4 separate regions of the Mus musculus genome follow, and regions 1, 2 and 4 are each linked to region 3. A link is a contact called in public promoter capture Hi-C data. All regions are on one chromosome and are shown on one strand. The core of a region is the stretch at or near the end of the contact, and the rest is flanking DNA. Distances in the headings are between cores, read along the strand shown. Region 1 overlaps Plcg2 (phospholipase C, gamma 2). Region 2 holds the start of Hsd17b2 (hydroxysteroid (17-beta) dehydrogenase 2). Region 3 holds the start of Cmip (c-Maf inducing protein). Region 4 overlaps Plcg2 (phospholipase C, gamma 2).

Evidence for each region. Promoter capture Hi-C pulls out the DNA fragments that hold promoters and counts their contacts.
Region 1: a promoter capture Hi-C map of pre-B cells shows a contact between it and region 3. The contact joins the enhancer-like site here to the promoter of Cmip in region 3. A contact is called at or near these places in 11 of 39 promoter capture datasets (the C10 cell line, the HPC-7 cell line, HPC-7-derived erythroid cells and 7 more), 1 of 484 Hi-C or Micro-C datasets (embryonic stem cells) and 5 of 115 datasets of contacts at active chromatin or transcription factors (the 230-238 cell line, embryonic stem cells, forebrain and 1 more).
Region 2: a contact with region 3 is called in a promoter capture Hi-C map of stem cell-derived epiblast-like cells, with 2.2 times the contacts expected there. The contact joins the promoter of Hsd17b2 here to the promoter of Cmip in region 3. A contact is called at or near these places in 4 of 39 promoter capture datasets (embryonic stem cells, hippocampal neurons, liver and 1 more).
Region 4: a promoter capture Hi-C map of pre-B cells shows a contact between it and region 3, with 3 times the contacts expected there. The contact joins the enhancer-like site here to the promoter of Cmip in region 3. A contact is called at or near these places in 2 of 39 promoter capture datasets (neutrophils and pre-B cells), 1 of 484 Hi-C or Micro-C datasets (pre-megakaryocyte-erythroid progenitors), 6 of 115 datasets of contacts at active chromatin or transcription factors (the 230-238 cell line, DN3 thymocytes, the HPC-7 cell line and 3 more) and 1 of 9 other capture datasets (adipose tissue).

Annotation. Positions count from the first base shown.
Region 1 is chr8:117,560,981-117,563,680 of GRCm38.p6, reverse strand. The region is part of intron 5 of Plcg2 (phospholipase C, gamma 2); the gene reads right to left. Among named protein-coding and RNA genes, the nearest start is that of Plcg2, 64 kb to the right of the region's middle. Within about 2 kb of position 1,415, at least 77 of the 459 cell types and tissues checked have an H3K27ac peak or open chromatin away from gene starts, as enhancers often do. A contact at or near this core is called in the 230-238 cell line, embryonic stem cells, epiblast stem cells and 2 more, where this site is marked.
Region 2 is chr8:117,700,624-117,703,323 of GRCm38.p6, reverse strand. Hsd17b2 (hydroxysteroid (17-beta) dehydrogenase 2) reads right to left here and starts at 1,378. Exons shown (of 5, transcript NM_008290.2): 1 at 1,061-1,378. The coding sequence starts at 1,328.
Region 3 is chr8:117,255,714-117,258,413 of GRCm38.p6, reverse strand. It overlaps Cmip (c-Maf inducing protein), which reads right to left and starts at 1,395. Exons shown (of 21, transcript NM_001163262.1): 1 at 1,013-1,395. The coding sequence starts at 1,312.
Region 4 is chr8:117,528,013-117,530,712 of GRCm38.p6, reverse strand. The region is part of intron 2 of Plcg2 (phospholipase C, gamma 2); the gene reads right to left. Among named protein-coding and RNA genes, the nearest start is that of Plcg2, 31 kb to the right of the region's middle. Within about 2 kb of position 1,357, at least 37 of the 459 cell types and tissues checked have an H3K27ac peak or open chromatin away from gene starts, as enhancers often do. A contact at or near this core is called in the 230-238 cell line and pre-B cells, where this site is marked.

The DNA.
Region 1 (2,700 bases), core at 166-2,665, 310 kb before region 3:
GTGTTGGGACAGGCTCTCACCATGTAGTCCTCAGCATCTGAGGGCAAAGATGACAGGTGTGTGCCTCCAAACGCGGCTAACCTCACAAAACTTTCTAGAGCAGTGCCTATGTTCTCTATTGGTGCTGGTTGGCACACCAGCAGCCAACCCCACACAGCTACTCTGATGGGTGAACTGGGCCACGCACTGTATCTGCCACTGGCCCATGCACTCAGCAACCCCTACATTCACTGTGTAGATCAAGGGCCCTGCTATTTGCAGCTGTTTAGGGACCACTACTTCCCAAGGATTAGCCAAACTGCACATTCTTCGGGGTCTGGACCCCCACATTTAAACTGGCAGAGGAGGAGGAAGAGGGCTGCTTCACCATGCCCTCAGGAAGTGAGAATTCATTTCCCTTGAGAACTATTTCTCAACCCTGGGCTACATAGTGAAACATTGTCTCAAACGACATTGCTGGGACTGGAGAAGTTACACTGGCTCCTCTTTTCAAAAGACCTTGGGGGGGGGGGTCCATTCTGCACACCCACCTGGCAGCTCACAGCCGTCTGTAACTCCGTTCCAGGGAAGCCTACCTGGCCTCCCTTGAGCATCATATATACACACAGTGTGCACACATACATGCAAACACATACTTATAAAATAAACCTTTTAAAAAAAAAATCCCATACCTACAATGATGGCCAATGCAACGGAATCCGCACAAGTGTGGCTTGGGTTATCAACCACATGAAACCTATTTGCATCCAGGAGCTCTCCCACCTGCAGCGCCTCCCCTTCCATATCCCTTGCAGACCCAACAGCCTTCCCTCGGTCCCTGCAGATCTGAACAAGAAAGTCTGTTCTGCTTATGCAAATTCAGTGGTATAACCCAAGGGGCAAGGATGGAGGGAAATCGTGTTGATAAGGATGAGGAAGAAATAAACTATCTGTGCGCTGCTGAGGGGCCTATGTGAGGACATGACCAGTATGGAAAATAGCGCAGGTGTTCCTCAGAACCGTAACCAGTTCCCACTGATCCAACAGGAAGGGCAGGGCTCCCTGCCGGTGTTTCTACGCATGCGTGCACACTGAGTCACAATGGCAGAAGCACGAGAGAGAGCAAACTTTGGAATATTATTCGGCCTCAAAAAATAAAGTGGTTCTGCTACTCCGCCGTCGGAGGCAGGGGGAATCACAAGTCCAAGGCATGCTGCCTAGACAACCATGTGAGACCCTGTCTCTCAAGAGAAAAAGTAAAAAGAAGGCTTTAAGAAGGATGTAGCTCCACGGGATAGCGCTTGCCCGCGGTGGGGATAAGCCCCTTGAGAGCCTTACTCCAAGTGAAATCGGCAAGAGTGTTACGGCACTGAAGGCAGCCAAATCGAACAGGACACGGCTCCCAGAACTCCAGGAGGGAGGTATTAGCTTACAGGTGATTCTGCTAGACTCCTCCCAGGGACCTAGCTACAGCTTATGTCATCATCGGAGCCCTCCCCCCTCTCTCCCCACGTGTTCCCAGCCGGGCTTCCTCCCCCCACTCCCACCCCCCTTCTGCCTTCGTGGCTCTGCTCCAGTCTGCCTGCCTCCACCCCTTTTCTCCAGGTAGAGACAGAGAAAGACAGAGAGAAAAATGTAGAGGCCGGCCATGAGCACGTGGCGAGAGAGGGTGGAAGGGGCGAGAGGACGGAGTGGGAGCAAGAAAGCAAGAAGAGAGGACAGAGGGAGCGAACAGCCCCTTTTACAGTGAGTCAGGCATACCTGGCCGTTGCCAGGTAACTGTGGGGAGCTTAAACAAAATGCTAACACTCACTCCCCTCCCTTCCCCAAATAAACCTCCCTTATACCAGGTTTGTCACATGGAGTAGCTTGGCATGGACCCACCAGGAACCCCAACCAACCGCCGCACTGTATTTCACAAGGGGGGAGGGGAGAGGGGGGCCTGTGGTGTCATGGTTTAATGATGACCCTGTCCGTGAGCTGGAACTTGCCGCCCACTCACGAGATGGAACACAGCAACAGCTGCACAATGCTATGAACGCAATTAACCCCACAGAACTGTGCACTTAAAATTCTTACAAGGTAAGCGTGACGCTGTAGAAGCCTTACTGTCATTTTAAATTCTTTTTTATTTTTCTTTTTTCTTGCAACGTTATTTGGCTAGGGTAAGAAACAATGTCTGCATGATAAGCAGAGCAAGCCTACAAAGAGTGGTGTGTTATCCTCAACATGCTGGCTGGCTTTAGGCACAAGACCTGATTTCTCTGGGCCTCAGTGTCTTTACATGTAAAATGGGTGCCTCGCCCAGTGGTTGGCTGGGAGCATTTGGTTGGCATGGGATGTGCCTAATCCAGTGGCTGTTGCCAAGCAAGTCCATCACAAAAGCCAGCTGCTACCATTTTGCCCTAGGAGAAGTTAGAAGCTGGACAGAACTTGGGCCAAGGAAAACATCTGGGGTTCGGGCTCCGCCTGAGCTAGGCCAGTCCATTCTTGCCTCTGGCAGCTTCTGTTTTCCTCTGAGAAACGGGCTTAGTCAGAGGCTGTGGGAGACAGGAAAGGGAGGGAAACTGGCCAGGCTGCTCTTTCTGGAGCACTCTGGGATCAAAGTTCCTTCTGAAGTATCCCTGCAGCCTCCTAGAGAAGGTGAGACTTTCTATTTCTCAGTGCTGACAAGCAGCAGGGCCTGCCTGCTGGGAGGGAGCTGGAAGAGGAGCTGGGTGG
Region 2 (2,700 bases), core at 129-2,628, 440 kb before region 3:
CTTCTTTCGTACAACTGGGAAATACAATAACTACTCGACTTCACTGTTGTATCTTAAACTCAGAGAAGCTGATGTCCTGCCCTTCCACACCCCAGCCAGAACCAAACCGTGCTCACAAGAAGAATCTTTGTTACTGGATTTAAAGTAAAAAAAAAAAAAAAAAAATTGATTCATCAGTCCACGAGTCCCCTGCTGACCACAGCCAGGGGCCCCAGCCACAGGTGATGACTTCCTTATGCAGGGGTGACACCCTCCTCACAAGGTGACTCTGCCGATGGCCTTTCCTCTTCTTTCCAGGCCTTTCTGGGTTAGGATCACTTGAGGGAATTCTAGTTGCAGCTTTCACCAAACAAACCCGTTTTACAACTCCAAGGAATCTAATTTGGCCGCCTCGCGCTTACTGCAGAAGAGCCTGCAGAAGAAGTGAGAGGCTGGCAGCTCAGCTAATGAGCAGCTAGCTCCGTGTGCACGCACTGCCAGTTTGATCTAATTAAGAAGCACTAATACACTAATGACATATAGAGAAAAGGTTCAAACAGGACAACAGGGTGGTTCGTGGTTCGGGACAGCAGCCTGGCAAATTGCAAAGGCTCAAAGTACAGTGGCGTCCCTAGACACACAGTATTGTGCCAAAGCTGACTGGCCACCTTCCTTCCATACATAGAGGGGTGACCAGGCCTAGGACCTAGATAAATAGTCACCTCAGAACAGAATAGCAACCAAGCCTGAAGAAGTCTGTCAGGTATTTCCTGGTACAAGAACACACGTGAAATGATGCTGTTTTACTTATTTATATTTATTCCTAGGAAATTAACACACTCATTGTATAGATCTGTGGCCCTGAGCAATTGTCACGTTTTGTCTTACCACTGGCTCCTTCCAAAGCCCATCCAAACCAAAGGACACGCAAAAAGGCAGTGAGAACCACTCGGGTATGTGCTGCCTGTCATTCACTCTAAGCACTTCCCACTCAAGCCAAAACTGACAGTGTCCCCCCACTGAGGACAGAGAGTATCAGACTCTTCTCCGCAGGACAATCACAGGAATGCTGGCCACTTACCTGTCACCAGCACGGCCTTTTGATCCACAGGTAACAAGTCTTGGTCAGATGAACTCATATACAGAAGAAGGAAGCAGGCCACGGATAAGAGGAACAAGGTGCAGAGGAGGGACAGACTGAGCAGGCAGGCACCTCCCCAGAGGCCAGCGAGACACACCGCCTGGCTCCGCAGCTGCCTGCCACTCCGGCATCCGCAGAGAAGCGTGCCCCCCAGCACTGCAGCGGCAGCCAAGCAGAGCCATGCTGACTCAGAGGCAAACGGGCTCATTCTCCACTGGCCTTCACTTGCTCTGGGCCAGTGAATACTGTGAGTGCAGAAGCTGGCTGGAGGCAGCCCAGGCTTATATGAAGGGAGAGGCAAGCGGGAGGGGGGAACGACAGCCCCCGCACCCTTTGAACAAGCATGTTAAAGGTAGTGATAGGGGAGACTACTCCCAGGATGTAATTTAAACTGTGCACTGTGATATAAATACCTGCTCATTCCCCTAAGGCACTCAACACTTACACATGAGCACACGTACACACACAAACACACACACACACACACACACGTACACACACACATACACACACACACAAATATACACACACCTACACAGACATATAGACATACACACATGCACATACACACAAATAGGCACATACACACAAATAGACACACACACATCGTAACACACAGACATAATACACACACGGACATACACACACATACAGACATACACACACTTACACATACACACATACACGCACGCGCACACGCACCCTCCCACCTGACAGATGTTTACTCAGATAATGATTGACAGACTTGGAATCACAAGAAGACAATCTCCTTTGGATGTGCCCTCTCTGTGTTGGTTGAGTTCTTTTGCTAACTCCGAGTGTATCTGTATGTGTGGCTGTGAGTGTGTGTGTGTGTGTGTGTGTGTGTGTGTGTGTGTTATCCAGGTAATCAGTGAAGCTTGGAAAGTGGATTCTAAGAAGAGAGCATCCCCGATCTGGCCTGTATCTGGAGGACTACTGCCAACTGAGACAGGTTAAGGGCTCAATGAGCCAAAAAAAGGCTCACCTTAGAGGCAGATGGAAGGTGCCTGTGTCTTCCCAGAGGGCAGTTGTGCCAGAGAGAGACCATAGCAATGACAATCAGACTGAGAGAAGCTGTCAGAACCAGTGCTCTGCTCAATTCTGACTCAGTCTACCCTGTTGGAGGCTCTGTTCTTGGTAGTAGGACTCGGTCTCCGAATAGGATGTCCTTACAACATTTCTATTCGTGTGGCAATAACGAGAGAGGCAATCAATAGGAGACTAGAGAGATTAGGAGCCGGAACGCAGCAGGGTGTCAATCCCCGGCATTGCCCTTTGAACCACCCACTGTCTGCTTTCGGTCAAACACAGAAAAGCAACCCCTCCTGTGCTAGTTCCTCCTTTTGCCCAGCTTGCATCTTACACAATCCTTTGTTAGAGTCAGCTTGTAAACTAGAAAATTCAGGCTGGGAGAGGCTGTACTTTATCCAAGAGCAAGGAATCTGAATCCACACACCTGTGACTCACCAGCTCAAGAGCCCTTCTGTAAAAACTGGAGAGATAGTTCAGTCTCTATATATAGGTATCTGGGTATTATATACCATGAGCGCGAACACACA
Region 3 (2,700 bases), core at 146-2,645:
TAGTAAACACCACGGAGCCTGCCACGGGGGTACGGTCCGTTCTAGACAAGAAGGGGGCCCCTACAAAGATAAGTCCCCAAGCGCCAGGCTAAGGCCCAGCCAGAGCCTGTATTTGAAACTGCCCTTGTTGGAAAACACAAAGCATCCTGTATAGGCCCTGCCCACCGCCCCCACTCCCCCTCCTCGACCCCACCACAGCTGTCTGTCCCCAGGAGGAAGAAGGCCACCATTTGCAGATTCGATTTCCGAAAGCAACTAGTAAGATCCTCCTTTCTCCATCTCATCCAGCTGACCTGGCCCTGGCCACACAGCAAAAAAAAAAAAAAAAAAAAAAAAAAAAAAAAAAACTGTAACAAAACAGGACGCAGCCACAAAACATGCTTACACACGCTCCACAGACAACGCAAGGGCAGGCTGGGCAGCCCAGCTGCTTCTACCCAGAGAACTCGACTATCCCAGGGTCTGAGCGGGTCCAGGACCTCGGCCCCCTGCCCCCCACCCTCCAACCTCCTAACGTGCGAAGGAGATTTTTAGAAAGGGCAGGCACCCGGTTTTGCCTTGCCAGGCCCGGCAGGGGAAAAAAAAAAGGGTAAAGGCAGGCTAAAGCAAACGCAGGAGTTGCTTTCTGGAAATTGTTGGCGCTGGGGGGTTACGGCTTTTATGGAGGAGAGGGTTGCGTTTTGTTTTCTCCTGTAGCTCAGATCCAGATGGGCAACGAGTTCAGAAAAGGAACAAACACCACTATCCTCAGGGCCCAGTCTAGGGTCCCAGACATCAGAAACGCAAGCGTTTAGGCAAAAGTCCCCAAGCGCTCAGCCCGGGTGGGCTAAGTGTCCAGGACACGAAAGAGGATTCCCATAGCCTGCCTTGGAGGATCAAGTCTAGAGGTTCCAGCCCAGCCCCGTGCGCAGGCCGGGACTAGGGGGCCGCGCGCTCGGAGACAAGCAGCGGGGCGCCTCGGTCCCGAGGGACCCCAGCTTGGGAAGCCCCACGGCCACGCAGGGCCACTCACCGTGGCGGATGCTAAGCTGTTGTCGGCCAGCGTTAGGTGGTGCGGCTCCCAGCGCCTCAGGAATTTGGAGGTGAGGATCTTGCTGAGAAAGGTCCGAGGGTGCCGGATGACACAGACCTGAATGTCGCCCTCCTGCAGCAGCTTGTACCTCATCCCGTTGCAAAGCAGCAGGGCCCGGCGGCAAGGCACGGCGCCCATCACCTTGGTGCCCTCGGGGCCAGACACGTCGCTCCCAAGCAGCGGCTTGGTCTCCTCGATCTGCCGGGGGTCGCCGCCGCCCGAGCTGCTCGTCACATCCATGGCCGCGCCGGGGCGGGGGCCGCGCGCGCGATCGCGGCTGGCGTGGGGCCGGGCCGGCGGGGCCCCCGCGGAGGGCCCGCACCCCCCCACCGCCGGGAAGGTGGGGGGGCGTGGGCTGGGGGCGCCCCGCGGGGACGAACGGGAGCGCGCGGGGGCAGGCGGGGGCGCGCGGGGCGCTTCCTGGGCTGCTTCCTTCTAGCTGCTGGGGCGCATGCCGGCGCGAACGGGTTGGCGACTGCGGCGAGGGCGGCGGGCGATCGCGGGGCGCAGAGAGGATCGGGTCCTCGGGGGGCGGGGGCGGCGCCGGGGACGGCGGGCGCGGGCGTGTCTCGGCCTCGCGCGGGCGCGCTGTGCGGTGCGTGTGTCCGCGTCCGTCCGCGAGTGTGTGCTGCGGGCGGGGGCCGCGCCGGCTGCCGGGGAGATTGCGGGAGGCTGGCGCGCGCGATTGGTCCCCGCGGGGTCATGTGCCCGCCCTCTGACGTCAATGGCGGCAACAGCGGCTTCGGCCTCCCCGGGGCGGGCGGAGTCCGGGATGGGCCGGGCCCCGGGCGGGGACTTGGTGGAGGCGGGCGCGGCCCGACGGGAGGGGCGGCCCCTGGGGAGGGGGCCGGGGTTGGGCAAGCGTCGACAGTCCCCGCGCCGCGCCCCGGAATGTGGGTAGTGTTCGAGGGGACGTCACGCGGGCCGCGCCCCCGAGGGTGCACAGCTGAGCACTAGCCCTGCGCCCCTAACCACCACGCCATCCTGGGCCGGGCTTGGGAAATAAAGTCAGCCCCATGACCAAGAGGATGCCGACCAGTACTTCCCCTTCCTAGTCCAAGACTGGGCCGAAAGCTGGGGTTCTGCCCGCTGCACCCCTGACACCGCCTTTCCAACACAAGCTGCTTCCCCAGGGATGGCCAGATGGGTCCACAGAACAGTTTCTTGGGGTTGAAACTATCCCGCTCCACAGAGCTATGCATGGTCGCTCACCACTACAAGCTCAGTACTCAGGGGGGGCTGAGGCAGGAGGATTGCTGTGGGCGCAAGGCCAGTTTGAGCTACATAGTAAATTTCAGGCCAGTCGAGACAGAAGGCCCTGTTTTTAAAAACAAAATAAGATAAATAAATAGGACTGGGGGTGTACCTCAGTTGTCAGGAGAGTGTTTATCTACCATGCACAAGACCCTAGATTGGTTCTCGGACACTACATCACTACCTAACCCCACAAGGTGGCATGAGCATATAATCCTAGCTCTAAGGAAGTTGGAAGCAAGCACTTGAATTCAAGGTCATCTTTGGCTGTGCGTTCGAAGCCAACTTGTAGTATATGTCTGAGAAGAGAAGAGAAGAGAAGAGAAGAGAAGAGAAGAGAAGAGAAGAGAAGGGAAGGGAAGGGAAGGGAAGGG
Region 4 (2,700 bases), core at 108-2,607, 270 kb before region 3:
CATGACCCTTGGGAGTCGGTGTTCACCAATGAAGGTGGTGTCATGAGAAAGGACAAGGAGAGTAAAGGACACCAGGTGGCAATAAATGGGATGCCCCCGACGTGGGATGTCCCCTCAGCTGTGGCTTTACTCTTTAATTCTAGTACCTAATGTATGGCATGTAAGACACATACAAGAGGGTCATGACCCAGCCAAATGCAGTCACAGCAAAGAGCCAGGCCTGAAGTGTCCTACCAAGCCTAGGATTGCCTCTTCTGCAGAAGTTGATGGACTTTCAAAGGCTCCCACCCCCAAGAAAGCAGAAATAACAGCTTTTCTAGTTTGATTTATATATGTGTGTGTGTGTGATATATATATATGTATATGTATCTTGTATGCTAATATGTCTAAGTATATGTAGTATATGCCTGTGTGTGCACAAGAACCTGCTTACACATAAGTGTGAAGCAGCCAAAGGCTCACTTTCACTGGTTTTATCTGCCACTCCCCACATCAGTTTCTGAGATAAGCTCTCTTATTGAACCTGGAGCTCACTCATTCAGATAGCCTGGCTCACCAGCACACCCCGAGAATCCTTCTGTCTCTAATCCCTCAGTACTGTGCTTATAGACCTGTGACACCGTGGCGGGCTTTTTTATGTGGGTGTTGGGATCTGAGCTCAGGTTCTCATGCTTGGATAACAAACACTTCACCCACTGAGATCCCCAGACCTTCCCTCCTGTTCTTTTGCATATATGTATAGTGTGTGTGTGTGTGTGTGTGTGTGTGTGTGTGTGTGTGTGTGCAAGGACGCCAGATGTTAGGCATTTTCCTCTGTCACTCCACACCTTATTCACTGAGGCAGGATCTTTCAGTTGAACACAGAGCTTGCAAGGACAGCTAGTCTAGCCAGCAGCTTGCATTGAGGACCTCTCTCCACCTCTGAGCCCAGGAATTACAGGCAGACCACCACACTCATCCGCTGCTCAGCATGTATGAAAGTGCTATCGATCTAAATCCCAGTCCTGACACTTCCAATGTGAGCACCTTGCCTACTGAGCCATCTCCTCCCCAGCCCCAACCCTTCTTTTTAAAACTAGGTCTTCTTCTGTAGCCCAGACTAACCTGGGGCCCATGCTGGCCTCAAAGTCCCTGGGTGTTGGGATTACATTTGTCACCACACTCGGCAAGAACTTTACAACTTGAAGCTCATACCACAGAGGGGAAAAAAAAAAAACGAGACATTACCCCAAGAGCACCCTCTCCACACCCCTACCCTCAGCTCACCCTGACCCTGACCCCGGCTGGGTAAGGCAGCTGGTGGCAGACAGAACAATGTAGAACCTGGCTAATATAGAGCCTGCCACCAGCTCAAAGAAACAGTTCTGCAGCAGGTGCTAGCTTAACCACAGGACTCTGCTACGTGGCCATACAAGCCTGCCTACAGGATTAGCTTCAGAACACCAGACACTTGGGCCTCAGAGAATAGACTGTTCAAGTCGGGGGGGTATGGTGCAGAAATACCAAGATTTGACCAGCAATTGAGTTACCTAGCAAGCACTGAACAACCTCAGCACCCTGTCTCTGCCTCTCCACACTACCACAAAGTCCCACATACCCTATGGCTTCTTGTTGGGCTGAAATCAGGGGCGCTCGGAGCCTGGCTACTCCCTGAGGCTCAGGAGACCCATAGTCTGGTCCTTCTTTTCTTTATATGTGTAAGACAAGCACTGTGCTGAGCTACAAACCTAGCCCAGATTCCTTGATACACAGTCCCATTCTGTACCCACTCCACCCTCTCTTCCTGTCCCTATGCCATGGCTCACCTGATCTGCTTGTCACCAGGCCTCTTGAGCACACTGGATCTACCTTCATAGCTCAGGAGCCTCTCCCCGCTCAGTGAGCCTCACTTGCCTGTACGCACAGCCTGAGCCAAGGAGCATCTCAGGCTCACAGGTTTTGGGGGTCTGGGGGAGGAGGTTACAGAAGTGACTATTCATGCCTGCAACCTTCCCTCCCAGGCCAGTGGCCTGCAAGAGAGGAGATATTTGTCCCATCTCCTCCCTGCCAGCCGCAATGATGAAGCTACCAGGAACCAAGTACAAGTCCAGGACCAAGAGGAGAGGAGAAAAGAAAATGGAAGAGAGACAGGGAAACTCCACACAGCCTATCCACCATGTATCAAATACAACGTAAGCTGCGCTTCATACATACTGGAAGGTCTGCTCTCATCTTCTTCATCATTGTGGCTCAGACCAAGTCACACGGCTTGCAAATGGTAGGTTGGGGATTTGAACCTGAGCCTCTCTGGCTCTCATTTTGTGATGCTCTGAACCAAACACCGGGATATTTTCAAGTTCCTTGGGGATTCTTTTGTTCAAAAAAACAAAACAAACAAACAAATAAACAAAAAACAAAAAAAAAAAAAAGAAAAGAAAAACCCTTTCCTTCTGGGTAGGAGATTATGTAAAGCATCTGCGGCTGCCCCCTCCCCGCCCCCCCGGGCTTGGCGACTTAGAAGATGATCTATTTTGGGGTTTTGCGCACCAGTGACCCATAGCTCCCCCACCCTCCTCTGTGCTTTTCTCTACACAGCCACTTCCTGGGGCTCAAATGAAAGTCTGGAGGGCCAGCCCAGCACAGGCAGGGTGTATAACAGCTAGCAAAGCCTCACCAAGCCCATTAGAACATCAGGGCCCATCTGAAAACAAACTCCAGCCA